Regions from separate parts of the Zea mays genome. Here region 1 is linked to region 2. Evidence: chromatin contacts called from public Hi-C data. All regions are on one chromosome and are shown on one strand. The core of a region is the stretch at or near the end of the contact, and the rest is flanking DNA. Distances in the headings are between cores, read along the strand shown. Region 1 holds the start of LOC103629923 (UDP-glycosyltransferase 85A2). Region 2 holds the start of LOC109940195 (LMBR1 domain-containing protein 2 homolog).

Region 1 (7,195 bases), core at 3,457-5,956, 370 kb before region 2:
AATGGTCAAAGCTAGAAGCTAAATCACAAGCAGAACCATCCGAATTAGCTGGAGCAGTTTCATTTTCAGCAAGTGCTGGTCATTCACTGGTAATCACCAAAAGCTCTTTTCACTCGAGTCTTATTCCAGTTTGTTAGCATATAATTGTATAGTGTATTTGCATCTGGCTTTAATATCTTTCATATTCAATGGGGAAATAAGATCCTATGTCTTGCAGGACATACTAGAAAACCTGCATAAGTCTTAGTGGTTAGGCTAATATTTCACTCATCTTTTGCTATTCATTTATTAGTGTCTTAGTTATTATTAATTATGTGCATTTTATGACAGTTAAGGAGTTTGATCCACAAACCTGCACTTGGTCTACCTTGTGTACTTATGGAAGGTCACTTGTATGACAGTAAAGACACGGGCACCTAACTGAACATGCCCTCAAAGGTTGCAGTTCAGTTTGCATCTCTTCATTTTTACAGTTCCAGGTTGCAGTTTTTCATAGCCTACTTGAGACATTACATTGTCCTACAGCTGAACCTGAAATTATCTTCAACTTGCTACTTCAAGCTAAACTTGAAACCGTGACTAAAGAATTGCAAGCCACAGACCAGGTGCTTCACCGCATTTCTTTCATGCACCACCTCTTTCAGATTATGTTAACTGAAAATAAGTTGCAAACTTCCTCAACGGTGAGGAGGCTGGCAACTGGCTGGACATCAAGTGATCGAGCCACTGGAAATGTTTCTGTGTCAATAAGTTTCTCTCTTTTTTATATAAAAAAGTGTCCAGAACCACTGGTCTGTGGCTTGCAATTCTTTAGTCACGGTTTGACTGCCTACATGTGCCTAAAACAACACACCAATTTCGGCATCCATCCATTCATGTGACTGCTCGCAGAACTAACGAGCTAAGATTCCTCCCCTCACCGGCGCTTGTTCCCATGGTCTCCCAACACCGAGCCGCCAATTATTCCCACTGTCCCCTCACCACGAGATGCTGCCCTTGTGCTCTGCATGCAGATGCAGGTGCTGCCGAGGAAGAGGAGGCGCTCCCGGTCCTGGCTTCTAGACGTTGTGAACCAGATCTTGGTGCGGTTGCCCGAGTAGTTTACTCGTCTAGAGGAGGGGTTTGGTTCTCGACCCGATTTGGTGGGGGCTTCGCCACTGGGATAGGGGGACAGTTTGGCCTGCTGGATCTTTATCGCCAGTTGTTGGTTCTGTCCTTTCCATTGGGCTGGTACTTTCTTGACGGATTGGTTAAGCACTGTCTGTGGGGTTGTTGTGCTGCTCCTCCCTTCATCTCGTTTTGTGGTGATTGGTGGAGGGGGAGGAGGAAGAGCTAGGAGGATTCTCTCGCTTGTTCTTGGGTCAGTTCTTGGCGCGGCAGGATGAAGTATATGAAGCTTGGATCAAAGCCGGATGTCCTTCAGACGGAGGGGAACAATATCAGGTTAGTTCATTCGTTCCTGCCTTAGCACCGCATTTCTTTCAGATTATATACAGAGACATGTACCACCCCTTTTTCTCAGGTGCCTTCCTAATTTGTAGAAAACATGTACCACCCATTTTTCTCAGGTGCCTTCGTGGTCATCATGCGGCGCTCTTGATGGTACATGTTTTGATGGTTTTCATTACATAGGACATGTGAAATACTATTAGAAGAACATCCGCGTATAAATAATTATCTTTTAGATTTTTTGTCTTGTTAGCAGGAGCTCTCTCAAACATTGTCTCTGCAGAGGACTACGATGCTGATTATAAATTATGTGTTGTTTTTCTTACTATAATCATTGTTGGCTAATATTTTAACGAATAGTTTGTGTTCCGTTGCAACGCACGGACACTCACCTAGTATATAATGAAGGGGTATATCTAAAGGGGTGTGTCTCTTGGAGAAAACTGTCGCACCCTTTAGATTGATCACATATGTAATATTTTGTAACACTTTCTATCCGTTGCCGTGTGTACCGGCGCCACATTGGCAGCAGGCAGCCCGAGAAACCATGTGGCCTCGCTCTCGCAGCCTACGGCCGACGACGCGTGGCCAGGGATGGGTCCGCAAGATCGCCGCCGGCCACGTAGACGTATCTCGGGGCGGCCGCGGACAGCCGACACCTTCGTTCTTCCGGCCGGAGCCACATGCAGGACCGCGTTTCTGGTAAAGAAGCGCAACGGGTGTTGCTTTCGTACCGGCCAGAACCGATGGGTTAAGGTGAGGCACCCGAAAGCGACCGGCAGCGACACGTACGGGCGGGCGCGGCCGCCGGCGGGGTCGGTCAGAGCTGAAGGCACTAGTATATATATTATACTAAGCGGCAGGTCGGGAGCTTAGTTAAATGATGATTGATGGTTGCCCGTCGACCGAAAATTCGTTTTGTTTAGTACGAGCAAGCGTGTAGCGGAGCGGTTTCGTCGTGACGAGATGGTGTCAGTCAGTTCCACAGCTGCTTTTGCCCGCCCCGGCCGACCACGCTCAGGCGGCAGCGGGGTGTTTATTGTTATTAAACGGCCATGTCAAAGCGGGTTTGAAGTTTGTTGCTGTTGCTGACCAGAGAGCAAGAGCATGAAATTAGGCGAGTCGGCACATGGTTTTGGAACGACTGCACCGCGCTGTATTATCAGTCAAATTGGCATAGTTCGTCCGGTCACGATGTCTACGTTGACGCGAAAGCAACCAACAGCTACTGGTACACATTACTACTGTATTTTTGCGTGGTCGGAGCGAGACACTGCAAGTACGAAACCAGGTCACTGAACCCTTATTCAGCAACTCCAACTCCTGTAGCCTGACGAGTGACGACATGGAGACGGAAGGAGACGTCCGACGTGAAGTCCGCGTGTGGGCGTGCTACGGTCTCACGGCATCACCTGATCAACGGCGTGGCGGTGGCGAGCTCGGCGTCCTCCTCCCACAGCCGCAGATCATCCACCAGCCTGTCGAGGCTCTCGCACGACGACCCACCGGGCGCCGTGGCCTTCCAGGCCGCGGCCTTCCACTTGGCGGCGCAGCGCCGCATTTCCCTGGCCCTGTCGGTACCGCCGGCCATCAGCTCCTCGACGTGGGCCGCGACCTGCTCCCGGCGCAGCGCCTCGTCCAGGCGCAGCCCGATGCCCCACTCCTCGCACGCGTACCGGCAGTTGATGTACTGGTCGGCGAACCCGGGCCAGCAGACCATCGGCACGCCCGCCCAGATGCTCTCCGCCGTGGAGTTCCAGCCGCTGTGCGTCAGGAACCCGCCCACGGCGCGGTGCCGCAGGACCTGCTCCTGCGCGCACCACTCGGCGATGAAGCACCGGCCCCCGGTCGCGGCCAGGAAGCCCTCGGGCAGCGCGTCGGCGCCGCGGTCCCCGGCCACGAGCCCCGGGCGCACCGCCCAGAGGAACGGCCGGTCGCTGGCCGCCAGGCCCCACGCGAGCTCCGCGACCTGCTCCAGCGACAGCACGGCCAGGGACCCGAAGCTGACGTACAGGACCGACCCGTCCGCCTGCGCGTCCAGCCACGCCACGCACTCGGAGTCCTCCTCCCACAGGCTCAGCGCCCCCGCGGCGGCGGCGGCCAGGGGACCGATGGTGTACACCCGCGGGAACTCGTCCCTCAGCGCGGCGAGGACGTCGTGCTCGAGGTCCTCGAACGTGTTGAGGATGACGCCCCGCGCCCTGGCGCAGCTGTTCGCCTCGTCCTCCTCCACGCGCAGCGCGAAGCACTGCGGGTCCAGCGTCCGGACGAAGCTGGAGATGTCGCCGAGCCGCAGCGTCGGCATCCCCGCGATCCAGTCGATGGGCGTGTCCAGGTACCCGTTCGTCAGGTAGCTCTCGTCTGCCATTAAGAAGAAGAGCATGCAGTCATACGATACGATGGAGTAATCTTCTTGACGTGCAAGTCATGCAAGTGCAACTCGACATGCATGCATGATCATTGAGCGGACCATTGAGCGGCGTGTAGCCCCGCTGCCGGAGCTCCCGCAGGCGGAGCGTGCCGACGAAGCCGCAGGCGCTGGTGCCCCAGAGCACGAACGCCGGCACGCCGACCTCCTCGGCGGCGGAGAGCGCGAAGCTGACGAGGCCGCTGAGCACGACGCAGGTGACGGGCGGCACGAGCCGGCGCGCCAGCTCCGCCAGCGGCGGGCCGCAGCTCCTCCGCAGCGACAGGTACAGCCGGACGGTCCTGTCGGGAGCGACGCGGTCCTCGTCCGCCAGCCCGTCGGGCACCGCCTCGAAGCGGAACCCGCGCCGCCGCTCCCGCCGCAGCCGCTCGTGGTTGTGCTCCGTGTTGACGAAGGTGACGTGCACCCCGCGCGCGTGCAGCAGATCGGCAAGCTTGAGCGTGGGGTTGATGTGGCCCGGGCACGGGAACGGGAACAGCATCGCGTGCGCCCTCCTCTCCATGGCTGCTGGCGTGGCTGCAGCCGCACGTGTGCTGCTGCTAGCTGCTGCTGCGGCTGACTGAGATGGGCTGGCTTCTGCGAGTCTGACTCTGACCCAAGCGTCTGCTCCGTATATATAGGAGGCCAGCACGGCAGCGCGTCCCTGTCGTCGCCGCCGCGGATATATATGTTCGCGCGGGATTTTGGCCGTCGTCGTGGCGATCGAAATATTCACCATCTACTACTAGACAAGATCATATCGTCCAGAATCGTATATCTCTTCTCTCGCTCGGCCAAAAATCCCCTTTCCCGTGCGTGTGACCGAATGCAATGTTGCACCTTGGTGATGAGTCTTGGGCACGTGACCGATCGTCTGACCGGGCCGGGGGGGGGGGGGGGGGGGGGGGGGGGGGGGGTCAGACCTGATGAGTGACCTCACCTGATGGAGCAGGAAACGTTTCCCTCGCCCGTTCTTTAAGATTCACCGGATCAGAGGACCTGATCGACTGACTGCCGTGCCGTGGGCGTGGGCGTGAGTTCACTTTTTTATGCCGGGGCAGGATCCCGTGCGGATCTTGGCCGGATCGGAGGCGTTGGAGGCTTCTGAGACGGCGCGCGGCGATTGTCCACACCGACTCCACATCCACAGCTTGTCAGCTTCTCTTTCTTTGCCTTTCGTATCGAATGGATGTCTGTACAAGTGTAGATATGCAATAATGCAAGTATATAGTACGTGCAATCTCTTTCCTGGTCTACAGCGCCTAGAGTCTGCTGCTGAGGTGTGTAGTAGGATCCGCCGAGACGGATCACGGATACTACGCATTGGTTTTAGTAGTATAGGACTACTCGACCGTCGTAGTGTGAGGACTGGGAGGAGGGCGACCGTAGAGAGATCTCGATATCCACGGAGCGATGAGAAGGCGTGAGAGCAAACCATCGTACTACGTATATCGCGGAAAAGTCTCCTCGACTCCGCTGCGGTCAAAAAGAAAAAAAAAAACTGGCCCAAGTTGCGTTGCGTTGGCCCGCCTCGTTTGCCTCCACGGCGCGGGCCCCAAGTCAAAGATGTTTTCGTTGCCCCCGATATAAATATATTTACCGCTCCAACAAGCCAATCGTGCCCTGCCTGCCTGCCTGCCAGTGGAGGGTTCCAACTTCCAAAGCGCCTCGCTTCGTACCGAATGCCCATCTATCCGGGATCGCCTCGTAGCGGGAAGCCGTCCTCCGCGGCGACGTCGTCGTGGCCGCGCGCGCGCGCGAGCAGCAGGAGGGCGTGGTTGTGTGGTCGGTGCTGACGTCGACGCCGGCGGAGTTCCCCAGCCGTCAAGCCGGCACGGCCATTGGCGTCAGGTGCGGTGGCTTCGGAAATGGATAAGCTAAAACGCGGCGATAATTTCTGTTTCACCCGAACTAGGTGGCGTAGTATTTCCCAATTTTGCTCCTAGGCCATTTTATTTTAAGTTTTGGAAAATAGTTCGCCACCGGCCCATGCTCCAGCAGGTCTAGAATCTTACTCTATCGTCTCTATCATGCCACATCGGCTGTACATGCTCTAATCGTCTCTATCATGCCACATCGGCTGAGATTAATGAAAAAAATCTTACGTGAATCATAATTAGTGAAGAGAGAGAATGTTGTTGTCGTCTCGTCAGGCGCCGGCTCTGGCTTGTGCTCCAAGAATCAGTCGACCCAAAACCAACGTTGTACCAGAAGGATACGAGACAATAACAACATTCATTGTATGTTTGATCAACAAGAGAAATAAAGATCTTAAATGAATTAAATAATACTCAGACACCTTATTAGACCGACTGTTGTATGATTTGTCTTTATTATTGTCTATGTGCACTATCCCAAGCACACGATAGCTGTCTACGCCACTACACATGTCCTTACATGTGTCACTCGTCTTAGAATATAAGGACATGTACAACTCCATTAACTCAACCGTTTTTTAAGGGTGTTGACGCTCATCTGGGCGCCAATCAATACGATGCGTATTGCGACGACGCTCTCTGCTGTAGCGCGGACGGTCCACAGCCGAGGGTCGGACGGTACGCAACCTGGCGCAGAGGCGAGGATTCTACGTCGACGAACCGGACGGTCCCCGCCTGGTGGTCGGACGGTCCGCGCGTGCACACGGGTGGCGAAGTTTGCCAACAACACCTGGATCTTTCTCCCGGGAGGAATCCCGTCAGGAGGAGAGATTTTAGGGTTTGTCTTAGTATCGGCAGGTCACCCAAGACGCATCTATACGACATAGAGTCGAAGAAGTGAAGATTAAAGAGCAAAAGCTGCATTAGTGTCTAATCCTAGAGCAAAAGGTAAATAAAAGAAGATATATTGATTGTTCATCGATTGTTGGTGGTTGCAATCGGTCGTACCCCTTAATATATATATATATATATATATATATATATATATATATATATATATATATATATATATATATATATATATATATATATATATACACACGGGAAGGTCTGAACCTGTTCCTAAACTTCTCCCAATAGCAGCTGCGGGTTTAGAGGGATAAACTCGCGTGGAAAAGCGATTAGTTACGCCAGATCCGATCTAATCGCGGACCGTTCGCGGTCGGACCGTTTGGTCGTGCCCAGTGCCACAAATAGTGTTCAACACATGCCCCCTCCCTTTTGGAGAAGCTGAGCGAACCAAAAGCACCGGTGCAGGCTGAAATCAGCTCGATGTGACCACATGGGTTCTCTTAAGCATCTTGCCATATAATGGGATGATATTGCTTTAGTAAACAACTGTTCAGTGCCTTGGACAAGTCTTCGCCTTGCAATGTTTGCAACATGTAGACGTTACCGGTTA
Region 2 (7,231 bases), core at 2,303-4,802:
TTTCTCTACATCCGCCCATGCGTTTGATTTGTATGATTGTATCCCACCGGCCATGCTCGCGCAGTCGCGCAGGCCTAGCCCCCCGGGCGCAGGCGCGCAGCCAACCAATCGGGTGGATGATCATCAATGGCTGTTGTTGACGCTTTTTTGGAGCGTCAATTACTCAAGAAGAACCGGCGGCGGTGCTCTCTGGTCAGGTGCGGACGGTCCGCGGTCTGGGGCCGGACGGTCCGCAGGCGCGCAGCCAACCAATCGGGTGGATGATCATCAATGGCTGTATTCCTTGCTTGCTCCTTGGCCGCCAATTCAAAAGTAGGACGGGAAAAACGCTCACGAATACGCTGATTTCACCACGCGCGGGAGGTGGTTTGTCTGCGCGCGGGAGGTTTTAGCAGACCAGCTATTTCTTTTTAATTGCCTGCAACATCGCCACTAGAGGAGCTAGACAATGCTTTGCGATTTTATGAGCCGAATGCTTAGCATATTCTTTTACGAAGAGAAGCTAATGACAGAAAATCTGTCGATGTATGTATTAACAGAAAAAGGAAGTCGACCTACATATAAATTGAAACCATAGGCTTTTTTTAATGAACTCTCATGTAACCATATTAGTTTGTATTAATATAACTAGCCAGTTGATCGTGCTGCTTTGGTACGGTTTTTGTATCACATAAATAGTTTGTAACCGTGTTCGACTATATGGAGCAGCTCCGTGTGGTGTAGGTCGGCAGTGCCATACTTGACGACCTCGCGATCAACAATGTCGTCGTCGTCTCCAAGTCCTCGCTCATTCTCCGGCTGCGCTCGATCTCCTCTCTTCCCCAACCCCGGCCCCTTTACAGCGCTCCGATGTCGTCACTGACGCCGATCTGAGCTTGACCCGCTGGCACCGCTGACGTGACGCGAATCCACGAAGCACGTCTTCCACTACTATAGATCGCTTTCACACGAAAAGGTGGGATAGCAGACGCACAATGAATTGCCAATAATAACGTGTGTGAGCATCGTTCGCTATTTTAGCGAACCCTTTACAGTTCATTGCTGGCAGACACTTTGATCTCTACATTTAGCGTACAGGAGGCTATACGGTCTATTGTTGGAGACAACCTTAAGCCCGTCTATTGCTCTCGAGTTCCTCTAAAATTTAAAACAGTATAATGTAGAAGGAGCTAATACGTAAAAATAGGCCATTTTGATGTGGCATACTTGTGAGGCTTACCGAAAATTATGTTGAGGATCTTAATTGGTGATCTTTCTTTATTTAATACTCATAATTGACATTCAAACATCTGATTTGAAACTAAACTTTAGTTAAGGCTATCCCTAGCAGATCTCCCTTCTCATCCCCTATTTTAAACTTCACTCTGCAAACAGTGTCAAACAATGTTATCTATAGTTTCATGTCCCCTATTTTACACTACCCGTTAGAGGTAGTCTAAGAGAACCAAACACCTCCAAGGTACTAAAACAATGTAACAGTGGATTGTGCGTTGTTAGGGATGGCAATGGATACGAGTATGGGTAAATAACTATATGTACTTATCATTGGATAAGGGTATGGTGAAATTTTATATCCGCGGGTATGTGTATGAATATAATAAGGTATATGCGGGTAATTTTTTCGCGGGTGTGGATATCTAGTATCCATACCCATTACCCGATGGGTACCTGACATGTGGGTCATCCAATTTCAATACACAATCCTGAATTTCCATTTAACAATTTTCATCCACGGCATGTTGTTTGATGATGAAATTGTTGTTTGATGTCACTTGAATAAAATTTTGAATTATGATAAAATTGTTGTTTGGTGCTCAATGCTAAAATTGTAGTGAGCGGGCGAGTAAGGAGTATTCCTTGGTAGCGGATACCCGATAGGTACGAGTATGAGTACAGATCCATACCCACAAGCGTATATGGGTATATATATATATGGATTGAGTTTTGTCTCGCGGGTATGAATTCACGAACCATATATCGTCATCGACAAGATTGAACGCTACAAAGTGAGTCTGGTTGATGGGAGTTGTAACAGAACCATCAGTGACCAGTGGAGGCTGAGGTGTGCCACTACGGGTACCAGTAGCCTATTATTCGTGGTAACTCTACGGTTCAAGGGGAAAGGTGAGGGGAGGGGTCGACGACGACAACGCGAAGGAGCCGGTGACCACGGCGGCACAAGTGATGGGGAGACATGGTGTTACTATTTGTGTGACTGGTGAGGGTGAAATGATGGTCTAAATAACATTGGCTATTGGATTTGAGTAAGTAAGAGAGAGGAAGATTATCTAACGATCTGAACCGTTGGTCTTGAGAGTATCGCTCGATGGATTTAGAGAGGGTTATGGATGTAGGAGTGATTTGGTCATATGGATTTTATAAGAATTTGAGAGTGTTGTTTGATGGATTTAGGAAATGTTATGGGTGTAGGAGTGATTTGACAGGATGGGTTTTATTATAAAGTTAAAGCTGGTGGGTTATACAAGGAGTATAGTCGTATAGACTTGGTGAGACTCTGTCTCCTGCTTGCTTTTCTGTTTGAGTTCTGATGGGCCTCGGCCTCTTTTAATATTCAGAGACCTGGTTTGAAGCAAGATACTACTGATTTTGCCTGGTGGGCCGGACGGGCGGTGGACGGTCTCCATTTGCCAAGCTGCTTGTACAGTTGTACTCGCAGAACTTGCTTCATGACCATGAGCACAAGCTAGCAACATGCAACATTGCAGTTGCAGATATATAGTACATATTTTTTTTTGGAAAGGGCGGTTGCAGGTTGTAGCTACTGAGATAAAGGATTTTTTTATAATGACCGCTATTAGCAAAAACAGTTGACCGAACGAAGTGGTCGACGTCCCCTTCCGGTCGACAACATTTCTGAAGCATGCATGAATCTGCTTGTTAAATTATTGGGTGCGACCAAGTAGCTCGTGTGTACATGCGCGTTTACGGGTATATGTAAGGTGCATGCGTTTCTTTGTCCTTTTGACACAGTCCTTAGTTCTGCGCCGAAACTTTTACGCTATCATCACTGTCATGGTCTCTATAAGAAGTCATAAAAATAGATAAAGCTACTATACAATCAAGTTTTCCGTATAGTATAGTCACGCCGTATATAATTAAACTATCAGAAATTATAAAAAAGAACTCAAAAAACCCATAGATATGCAGTATTATTCACTCTATTTTTCTTTAATATATGTTTTGATTTACGATGAATTAGAATCTAAAAAAGACATGGTTATTTTACGAAGCATGATTGGATCCGGACCCCCATGCATTCACATTCACTTACGCGCCGATGTGGCATCATCCGATCATCGGTGGCGGCGGCGATCAGGTCTGGAGCTCGGAGTCGGACGCGGTCCTGGTCGTCCCAACTCCAACTCCATGCAGCGCTTACGTGAAAGGCGAAGCCGACAAGAAAGAGACGAGAGCTCGAATCACCGGGCTCCACCTCCATGACACGTGAGCAGCTGAACCGGTCCGGTCCCGCCCGGTCCCGGCCCCAGCAGCTTCGCCACCCACCCACCACGACACCACACCTCAGTCCTCCTCACACAAAAACGCCAAACATTTTAAAGCCCCCGCCTCCTTCCCCGCGGAACCAATTCATCCCCCCTCTTCTGTCCAGTCCATTCCCCCATTCTCTTCTCTTCACGATTCCGCGGGCGCGGAAGCCCGAAGCGGCGGAGAGATGTGGGTGTTCTACATGATATCGCTGCCGCTGACGGTGGGGATGGTGGCGGCGACGCTGCGCTACTTCGCGGGCCCCGCCGTGCCGGCCCACGTCCTCGCCGTCGTCGGCTACGCATGGCTCTCCTCCCTCTCCTTCGTTGTCCTCGTCCCTACTGACATCTGGACGGTGCGCCTCCCTCCCGCCGTGCTGCTAGAGTGCAGAGTGTGCTAATGCTGTGCCTGTGCGTCGCCGCGACCTCTCCGCCGCTCCGCTTAGTGCGCGCGCTATCACTATTCACTAATTAACAGAGATCATTTGCGCGTACAGCCGGGTTACCAGTAAACTGTGCTGGTTGCGTTGCGCGGTCGTGCGACTGCGGGAGATGGGAGCCGTTTTGGTTAGGACACTGGTAATGTAGCGTCAGAATCGGAGTTTGGATGAACCATATCCATTTCTGAACCTGTTGCTAGTTTACTAAGAAATGATTTAAACTGGATTAACTTATGAATAATGGTGGTTCGATAGCGTACCCAGTAGTCTGGTAGGTAATAGTCTCGATGCCAAGGTACTGAAGGTAGGAATTCGTGGAAACTGTCACAATCAAGAAAGTGATTGGGGTTAGATGGCGATCTGAAATCGTCAAATTGGCATTGGGCTGGTTCTATGACTCGTCAACGGAGTTTGTTGTTGAAATTTAAGCACACCATCAACATCGATAAAGCAAGTAGGTTTTTTATCGTCGCTGTTTGGAAATGGTCTTTAGTAATATAATAATAATAATTGCAGATGAAAAGACCATCAAGATCAAGGTGTTGTTACTTGTTACGCTATGAGCGCGATGTGCGCTGGGTCTGCGGCGTAGTCTGCTTTCATTCCGTTGGCCTGACCCGTTATGCCATTTTTCTGACTCGCAGGCAATTTCTGGCAACGGCAATCAGAAGAGTGACGTCGGGTTCTTTTGGAGCTGGTCGTATTGGAGCACGTTTATCCTAGCATGGTATGCCAGTGACCGACCACAAAGGCTCGTGTTCTGTTAATCGTCCTTCTGGTTGCAGATTTGCAGCGCTGCAAGATTTCGAACGGCATTAGTGATGTTCTCTGTGTTTCTAATAATGAGCTCAAAACATGACATGTCCTTTGCATAATGTTAATGCAGTGTGAAACTTCTGCATAAGCATTGAACTTTTAACTGACCAGTTGGTCAGCGTTCTTTTCTTGAGAAAAAATTGGTCAACGTCTACTGAATATTTTTTTCTCTCAACTAGATAAATTGGATCCTTTGAGATGGTCGCTTGTCCTGCATTCTACAAGTAGTACTATCTATGAACAATATGATCAAATCCTGACATCCAGATCGGCATTGCTGTTTTCATTATCAGGATACCATATTTATGATGAGCTCTCACTGACATAAGAGCAGTTCTTACTGGCCTTCCTAGTTGCTTTCTTCTTATGAATTGCTTACTTTTTTTCAGTTCTCTAGGTTCACAGTTATTAGGTCGTTTATTAACATGTGCATTTTTGCAGTACTGTCATTTGAAAATTCTATCAATCTATCTATCTGAACAGGTCTATAGTTCCCACTCTTCAGGGGTATGAAGATTCTGGAGAATTCACGTTCAGAGAAAGACTGAAAACTAGCATTCACAAGAACATGACCTATTATGCAACTGTTGGAGCTATCGGCCTTTTTGGAATCATTCTAATTATAATAATGCGCCATGATTGGTATGCTTCGATTGTCTAGTGATCTTGTATAATTCTTGATTGATCTAATATGTTTATGCAACTTGGGCACAAGTAATTGATATGTTTAGAATGCACTTAAGTTAACTTTTTCCTTAACATGGTAATTTTAATTTTATAAAAATTCATTCACTTCCTTGAATATTTCTTGACAATATTTTCTTGATTGTGTCGAGTCCATTTTAGAAACCATTTTTAGGGAGGGGTTTGTTTGAATTATTGCTTCACTGTCTTAACTTTACATAATGCTACTGTTGGCAGGGTCCGTGGTATCTTGGGCTTTTCCATGGCATGCTCAAATACCTTTGGCTTAGTGACAGGTGCCTTTCTGCTTGGGTTTGGATTGAGCGAAATTCCAAGGAATGTATGGCGAAGTGCTGATTGGACTCATCGCCTACAATTTTTGTCTCACAGAGTTTCGAAGATGGCTACAAAGCTTGATCATGCTCACCAAGAATATTGCAATGCAATATTTGTATGTACTTTTCTAGATTCGAAACAATCATATCATGACCACTGAATTTCTCTGAATGATTGTTCCTTTCTAATCTAAGGTTGTCCAAGCCACCTCGAATCAAATGTCCAAGCGTGACCCATTAAGACCTTGCATGGATATGATCAATAATACGCTGACTCAAATGGTATGGATTCTCAGGTGCCACATCAAGTTTCATTAAGAAATCGATATCAGTCTTAATAATTCATTACTTCACATATTTTCCCCCTCAGCTGCAAGATGATCCATTATTCAAGCCTTCTGGTGGGAAATTAGGGGAACACGATATGGACTATGATAGTGATAATAAAACAATGGCTACACTCCGACGTCAACTTAGAAAAGCTCACGAAGAGTATTATAGACGTAAAAGGTATGATACACTATGATATTACATGTTAGTAGCCTTTATTTATACCATGCATTTTTAGTTAGAGTAAGTTACATATTTACCTCCCTGAATTATCAATACTATCTAATTTAACCCTGAATCAGGAAACATTATACTGTTGACTAATGTATTTGTTATGACCGGCCGCCACTACAGGCGCCGGATAACAGCAGATGCAACGGATAGACATGCAAATTAGTTGGATAAGGATCTACACATGCAGATTAGTTGGATAAGGATTAGAAGATTAAGGGATAAGATTTGTTAGAGAGAAAAGAGGGATTTGATCTCATTAGATAAGTACTAGAAGGGAGTATAAATAATTGTAAGCACCACCCTATATGGAATTAAGCAGAAACAATTATAGTTTCCAGCTTCCCTCTGGGAGCTGGGAGAAACCCTAGCCGCCACTGTTCATCGCGCGCACTGTTCACCGCGCTACTGTTCACCGCGCTACTGTTCATCAGTGCGCTCTTCCGTTCAGCAGCCCATCTCCCTCTTTCCCTGCGCCCAGCATCCACGGCGCCCAAACACAGCCGTGGGCGTTTCCTCCCTCGCCCAGTCCCCTCACACTCATACAACCTAAGGCCAATCCGTGGTAGGGATCGTATTCCTATCAATCTGGTATCGGATATGTCCAGCGATCCGTCCGCGCCGCTGCCCTCCTCGCCATCAGCGCCGTCGCTTTCTCAGGCGTCGGCGTCGCTGCCATTAGCCGCGGTGCCGTCCACGGTGCCGTCCACCGGTTATGTGCCGCCAGGCACCTCATCTGTTCCCCTGACCCTAGATTCCCTCGCTGAAGTAGTCCGGGAAATTTCACGGAACATGGCTGTCATGCAGGGAAACATGATCGCGATGCAGGGGAACATCTCCTCCATCCATACCTACATCACCGGCACCCAGAACCCACCGCTGCCTGCCT

What was found. Hi-C and Micro-C count contacts between places; a contact is called where the count stands out from the background.
Region 1: a contact with region 2 is called in a Hi-C map of tassel, with 2.5 times the contacts expected there. The contact joins the promoter of LOC103629923 here to the promoter of LOC109940195 in region 2. A contact is called at or near these places in 2 of 25 Hi-C or Micro-C datasets (ear and tassel).

The regions. Positions count from the first base shown.
Region 1 is chr6:122,759,709-122,766,903 of Zm-B73-REFERENCE-NAM-5.0, reverse strand. LOC103629923 (UDP-glycosyltransferase 85A2) reads right to left here and starts at 4,706. Exons shown (of 2, transcript XM_008651025.3): 1 at 3,920-4,706; 2 at 2,525-3,810. The coding sequence starts at 4,595. The coding sequence ends at 2,858. LOC109940198 (a long non-coding RNA gene) reads left to right here. Exons shown (of 6, transcript XR_002262804.2): 4 at 1-89; 5 at 331-438; 6 at 1,014-1,141.
Region 2 is chr6:122,389,249-122,396,479 of Zm-B73-REFERENCE-NAM-5.0, reverse strand. It overlaps LOC109940195 (LMBR1 domain-containing protein 2 homolog), which reads left to right and starts at 3,552. Exons shown (of 14, transcript XM_020539451.3): 1 at 3,552-3,862; 2 at 4,591-4,673; 3 at 5,246-5,404; 4 at 5,684-5,897; 5 at 5,977-6,063; 6 at 6,152-6,291. The coding sequence starts at 3,695. It overlaps LOC118472240 (a long non-coding RNA gene), which reads right to left. Exons shown (of 3, transcript XR_004850282.1): 3 at 4,639-4,741.